Regions from separate parts of the Mus musculus genome. Here region 1 is linked to region 2. The links are chromatin contacts, called in public Hi-C maps. All regions are on one chromosome and are shown on one strand. The core of a region is the stretch at or near the end of the contact, and the rest is flanking DNA. Distances in the headings are between cores, read along the strand shown.

The links. A called contact is a pair of places that touch in the nucleus more often than the background predicts.
Region 1: a Hi-C map of liver shows a contact between it and region 2, with 2.3 times the contacts expected there. The contact joins the promoter of Wdr91 here to the enhancer-like site in region 2. A contact is called at or near these places in 5 of 39 promoter capture datasets (the 3T3-L1 cell line, the C10 cell line, liver and 1 more), 1 of 15 datasets of contacts at CTCF or cohesin (large pre-B cells), 2 of 484 Hi-C or Micro-C datasets (extraembryonic endoderm stem cells and liver) and 9 of 115 datasets of contacts at active chromatin or transcription factors (embryonic stem cells, extraembryonic endoderm stem cells, large pre-B cells and 2 more).

What each region holds. Positions count from the first base shown.
Region 1 is chr6:34,908,504-34,913,285 of GRCm38.p6, reverse strand. It overlaps Wdr91 (WD repeat domain 91), which reads left to right and starts at 2,455. Exons shown (of 15, transcript NM_001013366.1): 1 at 2,455-2,589; 2 at 3,746-3,925. The coding sequence starts at 2,467.
Region 2 is chr6:34,715,202-34,720,006 of GRCm38.p6, reverse strand. All of the region lies in intron 3 of Cald1 (caldesmon 1), which reads right to left. Gm38787 (a long non-coding RNA gene) reads left to right here. Exons shown (of 3, transcript XR_868972.2): 2 at 3,082-4,805. Among named protein-coding and RNA genes, the nearest start is that of Gm38787, 15 kb to the left of the region's middle. Within about 2 kb of position 2,591, at least 104 of the 459 cell types and tissues checked have an H3K27ac peak or open chromatin away from gene starts, as enhancers often do. A contact at or near this core is called in embryonic stem cells, liver, pancreatic cancer cells and 1 more, where this site is marked.

The DNA.
Region 1 (4,782 bases), core at 1,206-3,705, 190 kb before region 2:
GTCAAGAGAGCAGATCTGTGGGCCACTGGGTCTTTAGAAAAATTCATTCCTCTTTTCAAGATGGCTACGCTGAACAAATCTCCTTTCTCTGCTTATTAATTATTATTATTATACCATAGAGGATGGAACTTAGCTCAACAGAGCTGCGGGGGGGGGGGGGACGGGGGACGGGGGACCGGGGACGGGGGACGGGGGACGGGGGGGGGGGGGGACACGGACCCGGTCTTTGATCCTAAAATCTGTGCTACAGCCGAGCCTGTATTTTTAACTTTCTGGGCACCAGAACTATGAGAACTAAGTCCTTTCAAAGCCACCCAGTTCGTGACACTTTGTTAGGAAAGCAGACAAAAACTGAGACATGACATCTGAACAAACGCTGGAGGGAGAAAAGGCAGCTAATGTGAGTGCCTGAAGACATTTCAGATTGAACAAGGGGTGTATGAGAGGGCACAGAGAGACTGCTTCTCATTCATTATATAATATAAATATGTAAAAAATATATTTTATATTTATACAATATATAAGTAAAAATTTATATTTAACTATTATATAAATATATATTATACCTTGTATAATATATTATATATTGCATAATATATAATATATGTATGTATTATATATAAATAATATATTATATAAAATGTATTTATATTATATATAAATATAATAAAAATCAATGTACTATACATTCTATATAAATAATTTTATATATTTATATGTTTATATATATAATACAATCTTGAGGCTGGAGAGATGGCACAGTAGTTAAGACTGCTTGCTCCATAATCATGAAGATCAGAGTTTGGGCCCTAGCACCCATGTATAAAGCTGGATGTCCCTATAAACAAGCATAACCTCAGCTCTGAGGCGGGCAGACATAAGGGACTGTGGAGGCTTGCTGGCCTCCAGCCTAGCCGTGAAAATGAGAGCCCCAGTTCCAGGGAGAGACCCTGTTTCTAAAGGAAAAAGTGGAGAAAGACACCCAGTACTCTCTTTGGGCCCCCACAAGGGCATAGATACCCACACCCATGTGTGTATGTGTGTGTGTGTGTGTGTATGTATGTGTGTGTGTATACACATAAATAATTTGATCTTTTTGATGCCTTTTTTTTTTTTTTTTTGGTGTTTTTGAGACAGGGTTTCTCTGTGTAGTCCTGGCTGTCCTGGAACTCACTTTGTAGACCAGGCTGGCCTCGAACTCAGAAATCCGCCTGCCTCTGCCTCCCGAGTGTTGGGATTAAAGGCGTGCACCACCATGCCCGGCTTTTTTTTTTTTTTTTTAATTAAGAATGGCTGGCCTTGAACTCACAGAGACCTGCCTAGCTCTGTCTCCAGAGTATACACCACCACGCCTGGTCTTCATGCACTATCTTATCAAATCGTCATTATGACTGTGCCTGGTGGACATTATCAGTGCTCTCTCAAAGATGAAGAAATAAGGCAAAATGTGTATGTATGCCTTGTAAAAACTTCAAATAATTTTCTAAACAAGAAAAAGAAAGAAGGCAAAAGGAACTGGAAGTCCTTCAGAGAATAAAATATAGGTTGTTTTACAATTTTCCTGAGTTTAAAAACTGTTCACAAAACCACAATTAATTGAAAAAACTAACAAGAAACTGGGACCATAGGTCACACCCTTCTGAAACTTGCCTTTTTTAAAATTTCTCTAAGTGGTACATCTTGGTTGGTATAGTTTACCCTTCTTACTCAGGAACTCAGGGCTAGACAGGACTGGTGGTGGGGATTTTTTTTTTATTGCAAGTTCAAGATCTGTGTGGTCAATTTAGTGAGACTGTGACAAAACCCAAAAGCAGCTCAGCGGTAGGGTGCTTGCCTAGCGTGTGTGAGGCCCTGGCCAAAAAAGAAGGAAAAGAAAAGAAAAGAAAAGAAAAGAAAAGAAAAGAAAAGAAAAGAAAGGAAAGGAAAGGAAAGGAAAGGAAAGGAAAGGAAAAGAAAAGAAAAGAAAAGAAAAGAAAAGAAAAGAAAAGAAAAGAAAAGAGGTCCAAGCTGGACTTTTATGAGTTGACTTCACACTGGCCACTTTACCTGTTGGGGCTCGAGTTTTCTCCTTTTGTAAGAGGAGGATAGAGGACAAAAGATTCTGCAGTGTCATGCCAATAAGCTGGGAACATCACTCCCTCCCCGCCCTGTGAATATGTGGAAGGTTCGCAAGGTCCAGCTTTACTTTACTTGGATCGAGGCATCAGTGTTAGCAACTCAGGACACACTCTGTATCACCAGAAAACTTCAGCAAGCCGAGACGCCCGGGAGCTGGCTGAGAGTAGGGAGGGGCGGGGCTACAGGGGGAGATGGGCGGGGCGCCTGCGGGGCGGGGCGGAGCGCAAGGTTGGTAGGTTGGGCGTGGCGTGACGTACGAGGCGCCCGAGATAGGCTCCGCCCCGTCGCTCCAAGCCCCGCCCCTCCGCCCTGAGCGGCTCGGGTCTTTTGCAGCGCGCGCGCGCAGCGATGGCGGAGGCGGTGGAGCGCACAGACGAGCTGGTCCGGGAGTACCTGCTCTTCCGTGGCTTCACGCACACACTGCGGCAGCTGGATGCGGAGATCAAGGCGGACAAAGAGAAGGGGTTCCGGGTGAGGGGTCGGCAGGGGCGGCGGAGGCGGCTCGGGGGGCGGGCCTCCTGCTCCAACCCTGCCCTCCGGGGCGAGGGCGGCGCTGTCACTGCATGGTAGGGGACTGAAGGCGTCTCCGGTCTGGCCCTCGCTTGACATAGGAGGAACTGAGGGCCGGAGATGGTCGTGACATGCCCGAAGTTGCTCAGTGAGTGAGTCAGGAGCATCGGGACTCAGGTCCCTGGTTCCCGGTACAGGGCTTCACTCCATGCCAGCCTCTCAGCAGGTGCTAGCCAATGGCTGGCCGGCGTGGTTACAACACTTTAAGAGCCATGGTTGAGCGCAAGTCTGAATTTTGATGGAAGAAGCGGGAGCAAAGGGGGCTGCGCCCAGAAGACTGGGTTCAGGTCTGGGAGGTAGATTGTAAGAATGGCATCAGGGAATCATTGGAAGATTCCCTTCTGCTTTGAAGCACAAAGTTCTCTGATACTAGTTTCCACTGAGAGGCGCTTGGGATTTCTTTGCTTATGATTTGTATGTTTGCACGTACAGAGTTAAATTGGTCTTGGGCAGATGGATTGAGGGAGGTGGTGAGCTAGTTGTTGGCGCATCAGAAGGAAGTTAGGATATTGGTTTCTACCTTTCGAGTTTATTGGTTGCTTGGTGGCAAAGCAAAGCATTTCCCTACTCCAGACAGCAGTGGTATTCAAAACACTGTCATGGTGTGATTGTCTTTGACTGAAGGCAGCAGCCACTGAGGCTCAGGTGGGACTCTGATGACCCGCAGGGAGCCAGTAATCACTGTGTCTCTTGGAATTCAGAAACTGTGGAGCTGGGACGAGGACCCTGGCAATTGTCTCTGGCTCATTGGCTCTTACTTATTTTTACAGTGTGAGGCAATCAAGACTGCTGTTGAAGTGACATTGCCAAGTTGGTCAAGGAGACTCAACACCTGGAGCCAAAGCTCTTGCTTTCTGGAATTTCCGAGCTTGCCAGAGCACCAAGTCCTGTATCTAGCATGAGAAAATAACTTGAAAGCTAGTATGCTAACATATCTTGGGGATTTTATAGATTGCCAACTGGACTATATGTTTTTACATCTGGGAGCCATAGGAAGAAGATGAAACTATACGATGTATAGTGAGGTGAGAATTTCCTTCTGTCTGTCTCCCCTCAGGTGGACAAGATTGTGGACCAGCTGCAACAGTTGATGCAGGTTTACGACTTGGCTGCCCTTCGGGATTATTGGAGCTACCTGGAACGCAGGCTCTTCAGCCGCTTGGAGGATATCTATCGACCTACCATCAACAAACTGAAAACCAGCCTGTTCCGCTTTTATCTTGTCTACACAATCCAGGTACTTCTTGCTTTTGACTGTTTCCCCATCCCCAGTGTCTTATGATCTGTAGAGATCATCTGATTGGTTTTCCCCAGTTCTATGTCCTTTTGGTTTTAAGCATGTAAACTTGTGTGGCATTTTAAGGACTATAAACGTTATATATATTTTATATATAAACTATATACAAAGCTGGAGCTGGCAGTGGTGGTGCACTTCTCCCTTCTTTCCCAGCACTCAGGAGGCAGGGGTAGGTGAATCTCTGAGTTTGAGGCCAGTCTCTGCTGCAGAGTGAATTCTAGGATAGCCAGGGCTGCACAGAGAAACCCTGTCTCTAAAAGCAAAACAAAATGTAGCTGATTTGGGGCACTAATTTAGATTATTTGAGCATCACCTAGGGATTGTTTTCAGTATGGCACTTGTCAAGAGAACCTCAGTTGACTTTTGATTTTGAAATTGGTTGAGTCTCATGTGTCCTGGGCTGGCCTCTAACTTGATATGTGTTGAGGATGACCTTGAACTTCTGATCTTCCTGCTTCAGTATTTCAAGTGCTAGGTAGACAGGTGTGCCGCGTGCCTGGTTTTAGCTGGTGCTGGGGATTGAACCTAGGACTCTGTGCATTCCAGATGAATGATCTACAACTGAGCTATCCCCCAGCCCCAGAACTGCAGTATAAATCAGCTTTGAAATGAGAAAAGGCCGGGCAGGGGTGGCACATGCCTTTAATCCCAGCACTTGGGAGGCAGAGACAGGCAGATTTCTGAGTTCGAGGCCAGCCTGGTCTACAGAGTGAGTTCCAGGACAGTCAGGGCCACACAGAGAAATCCTGTCTTGAAAAAAAAAAACCAAAAAACAAACAAAAAAAACCAAAAAACAA
Region 2 (4,805 bases), core at 1,342-3,841:
TGAACTCAGATCCTCATGCCTGTGCTGCAAGCACTTACCCCGTGAGCCATCTCGTCGTCCTCAAGAAGGCTTTTACCAACTCAAGAACCTCAAACTCCTTTTCAGTGATGACATTAATTATCAGAGGAATGGGGAAACTACAACATCCACATAGAATAAATGTAAAGGGGGGGGGTGGTGGTGTACGTCTCATCTCCTGTGTGTAAGCTCAGGGTCCGCCCCATGGTTTCCTGTGCTTTTGTAGAGGGTAGAGGGGAGATAGGGGAAAACATGGGGTGGGGTGGTGGGTTTTGTGTGTGTGTGTGTTTTAAATCTATCAGATGGAATGCGTTTCATCTCTTCTTTTCTCTACCTCTTTCTTAATCCATGCCACTTCTCATTAACACGTAGACAGGAATTTAACATCAGAGAGCTTTGTCTTCCCCATGCCCCAAAGTGGAAGAGGCGAATCCCCTCCCCCAGCCTCTTTGAGGCTGGCTCAGTACCAGACCTCATGCAGGAGCCAAGGTCAGAGCTCCAGGCCCGGTGCTTGGTCCTAAGTCTCCCTGGGATGGTTTTAGACAGTGGGGTGCCAGGAAAAGCTCCAGCTATCCCCATTGCTCCAACATTGGTCCAGCCAGCTGGCATTTTAAACAGACCCAGTAATTACCCCACTTATAGCTGAAGAACTTAGCTATGAAATGTCATGTTAAAGTTTTACGGCCTCCCAGTATTTGTCATGCATCCTGACCTCCCCAGGACCTGATTTGACAACCTAACTACCAGTACCTCAGAATGTGACCTTATTTGGAAATTAGGCTTTAAGGCAGAGTCATCAGGGTGGGTTCTAATCCAGTAAGAAATCCGGGCAGGGAGTAAACCATGGGAAGAGATGTGACAAGAAAGCCACCTAAGGAAGACAATCAGGGCGACTACGCTTCTACAAGCTGAGGAATGTGAGAGACTGCTGGCCAAACAGGAGGAGGCAGCTCTCCAGAGGAGCCAACTGTGCCTAGTAACTGACTTATTTTAAAGATCTAGCTTTGTAGTTTTACGTCTCAAGAACAACTCAGAAGGCAGAGATTTCTCAGACATCCCCGGTCCCCCAGGCTCATAGCCTCCCCAACCAGAGGCATTCCTCAACTAGAAGGACATCTGGAACATCTGACAGACCCAGGCAGGTATTGCTCTTTCCATAACCCCGCAACCAGGTCTTGGGTGTTTACCATTCTCTTCTTAACCAAGCACCTCACTCCCCCTTAAGGCTCGGGTTTAGATATGTATTGGGACAGCTTCTTCTTAAACTCCACCTTAGCTTCAAAACCAAAACCAAGCGATGTGTTGCACGAGCAGACAGCAGGGTTATCCAGCGCTTGGACCTGATGCTGTCTGTGCATTTGAACAACCTGCCCCCACAGCTCCAGTATATACCCCTCACCCAAGTCCTCCTGCACTCTGCTCACTGGCCCCTCTTAAGCCTCTTTCCTTCTCCCCCAAGCTTTGGCACTCACCAATGACTTCTGTCTCCATTAGTCTTGGCTTCTACAGATCAATGTATGCTTAAAAGCTATGTTGGTCTTTTTCAGACCAATTTCTTTCACTTCATAGTATTTGTCCAAGTTTCAGACAAGTTTTTTTTTTCCCCCATGACTTAACAGCCTTTTTTTTTTTCAGTAGTGGATAATATTTCTATGTCTGGGTGTATCCTATGCTCATCCACAGAAGGGCAGTCACCCGTGGAAGGACCACTCAGCTATCATTTTTAAGCCACTTAGTGGGTGGTGATTTGTAACAGTGACCCCAGGAAACCGATACAGTATTCAATTTAAGGACTGAGCAGCTCTGCTTTGTTAAGGAGCAGTTGTAGCATGTTCAGTTGGAAGGTTGGTTACATTGTATTGGCACTCAGTCTAGCTGACTTCTTAAAATGTCCTCTCTTCTAAATTTCTCTTTTCATATGCTCACTTTCACCTTTGCTGTGTTCCTGTAGTCTTCCTAAGCCTGAGGATATTGGGAGTTTTCACTGTAGCTCTGAGTGGGGCTCATACTCCTTAGCATCCCAGGCCTCCTGGGAGAAGTTGGTTAACAGAGATATCTCCGCTCTTTGGGGTAGGGGCTTTTACATGGTCTCTCTTTAACTCACCAGTCTTGAGACCCAGGAGAGATCAAAGCGCATATTTAAGTAAGGTCGGACATTTAAGAAGTATGCAGGGCCAGAGCAGAGAGCGTGAACTTTGCAGACCTAAGCTTTATCTGGGACTGTACAACTCTTTGCCTTGAAGTTAACAGAGTTAACAAATTCTTTCTGGGTGTCCTTCATTTCAGGAGAAAAGCCCCTTCCTGTTCTTAGGACTAGGGAACTTTTGTGGTTAGGAAATACTCAAGAGACTAGCTAATAGCCCCCTCTGGGATGCAAGATGTTTGCCCATTTTGTGGGGACATTAGCAAACTTTAAAGGTCTGGCTGGGCCTGTTGAGTGTCATGTAATTCTAGGAGATCTGCTCACTTACAAATGAGCTGAATTGCATTCCCCACAGAGCTCTGTTGATCTCCTAACCCTAAGCCTCTCCGTGACTTCAATGGGAGGTCTTTGCAGATGTAAGGACGTGGAGATGAGGTCATCTGAGTGGTATGCAATCCAGTACAACTGGTGTCCTCTGAACACAAACACAGACATGCATGGGGGGAGGGCAATGGAAAGAGACATCCAGAATGGCATGTGAAACTACTGAGACACAAGGCCATGAGCCAAGGGACATCTAGGGCCATCAGAAGCTAGAAGAGGCCAGGACAGACCCTTCCCAGTGGTCTCCTAGAGTGAGTCCCCACTGATGTTACTTTCAGACTTCTAACAAACTTCTGTCTTTCTAAGCCACCCATTTGCCTTTCTACTTTGCCCTGGAAGTTCCAGGAAACGAATTCACCCCATCAGACTTGGCCCTGCTCTTGTGATTACCTAGCAACCCACTCACCTTCTATGTACTAACTCCCTCAAATGGCTCTCACAGTTAACCACCCACCCCTCCTGCCTTGTGAACTCTCACTAAACATCAGAAGTTGTGTTAACTACAGTCATTTTTCTCTCTCTCTTTTTTTTTGTAGATGAATGTAGTAAGAAACTCACAGACATTAAGTACCTCTCTCTGAGCACACTGTTAATAAACAGATAAACTGGAACCCAAGATTTTCAGGATGGTCAAGTCTCGGGATTCTTAACATACATGTTGCTCATCTGTCAAGAGTACTTAAGAACTGGCGGCCCTGGTTGACAAACACATCTTACATCCTACCACATTCTTTCCTTCCTGGTGTTCCTCATTTAGGACAAATAAGAAAAATGAGGAAGTCTATTTTTTTTTTTTTTTTTGCCTCAGTGTTTAGCAAATGTCCTTGAAGACTGGACTTGTCCTGAAGACAGTTGTGTGGGACCTGCTTCCTAGTGGGAACTAAACAAAGCAAGTACAACCAGAGACAAAGAACTCTTGACTTTCTGAAAAGTGGGATATGATAATGAATGCAGGTCAATCACAGACTCAATTCCACCGCATTTGCCCCAGCCTCGGGGGCTCTGGGGTTTCTGAAAAATGGGATGCTCAGAATCAAAAGCAGGGGTGTGGTATACTGATTGAAGCTTCCACCGGGATTCGTTGCTGTGGGGACTAGTTCCCTTAGCTTCCGCTAGCCTTTCCACAGGTGGAGAAGGCAGAGCACAGTGAACTTAGCAACCTATCCGCTGCTGGTATTTTTCTTATGGCTGTAGCCTTCAGGGAAGAAGTGTAACTTCTGACTCACACTGTCTTCTGCACACGGTTGCTTGGCTACGTGTGTTCCATCAAAACATCATGGCGGTGAGAGCTAGAAAAGGCCGTTCTACACATCACCTTGTGGTGGACAGGAAGCAGAGAGCAACTGGAAACTACCAGGACAAGGATCTATCCTCTAAAACCTGGACCCCAACCCCAGCCCCCTGCCTGGTGACCTGTTAGACGCCACCTCCTCAAGCTTCCGTAATCCTACAAAACAGCAACCATCAGCTGGGGACCAAGTGTACAACACATGGGCTTGTGTGGAGACACTTTAAACCATCATTCACTCAGTGATTAATAGTGGTCACTTCATTCTCTTCCCCTGGAAACCCCACAGGGGTGTGATTTGCTTGCTGCCTTCGGTAGAATCCACTGCTGTATGCATACAGTGTTTCCCTTCCTAACATGCTAAAGCGGCCAGTGCATGGTCTTCTCTGAAGGATGGGGAGACCATTCGTACTTGGCTGTTATCTTAACCTTCGTCTGAGACTTTCAAAATGAAGGACAAAACCATGTGGAGGATGAAACTCTAGAAAAGGAGAGTGAAGCAGTCTACTCACCAGCCCCGGGTTACAGACTTGGTCCCCAGGCTTGCTATACTGTAGTGTGGAGGGGGCACTACTGTTAATAAGTGGGTCCCACTTAGAAGAAGTTAGCAGGAGAATGTCTATGAACTGGCCTTTTTGTGTCTTTTTGTTTCCCAGAAACCAAGTCTGTAGACCGTGTCTTCCACCACACACTTGTGCCATGATGCTACACCACAAAAAAGGCCCAAAGTCATAAGGCCAAATGATCAGAGACCAACACCTCTGCATCAATGGACCCAAACAAAAGAAGTTCATCAGCTCGGGCATTTTTGTCAAAGAAAACACTGAAGTACACAATCAGTAAGCAGCCATGGGAAGGGAAAACACAGAGAGAATTAAATAAAGCCGGCAGACGTGGCTTGGAAGGAGGAGATGTCCAGAGTTACTTAGAGTCTAAACAGGAACCCAGCACAGGTTGAAGGACACATTCATT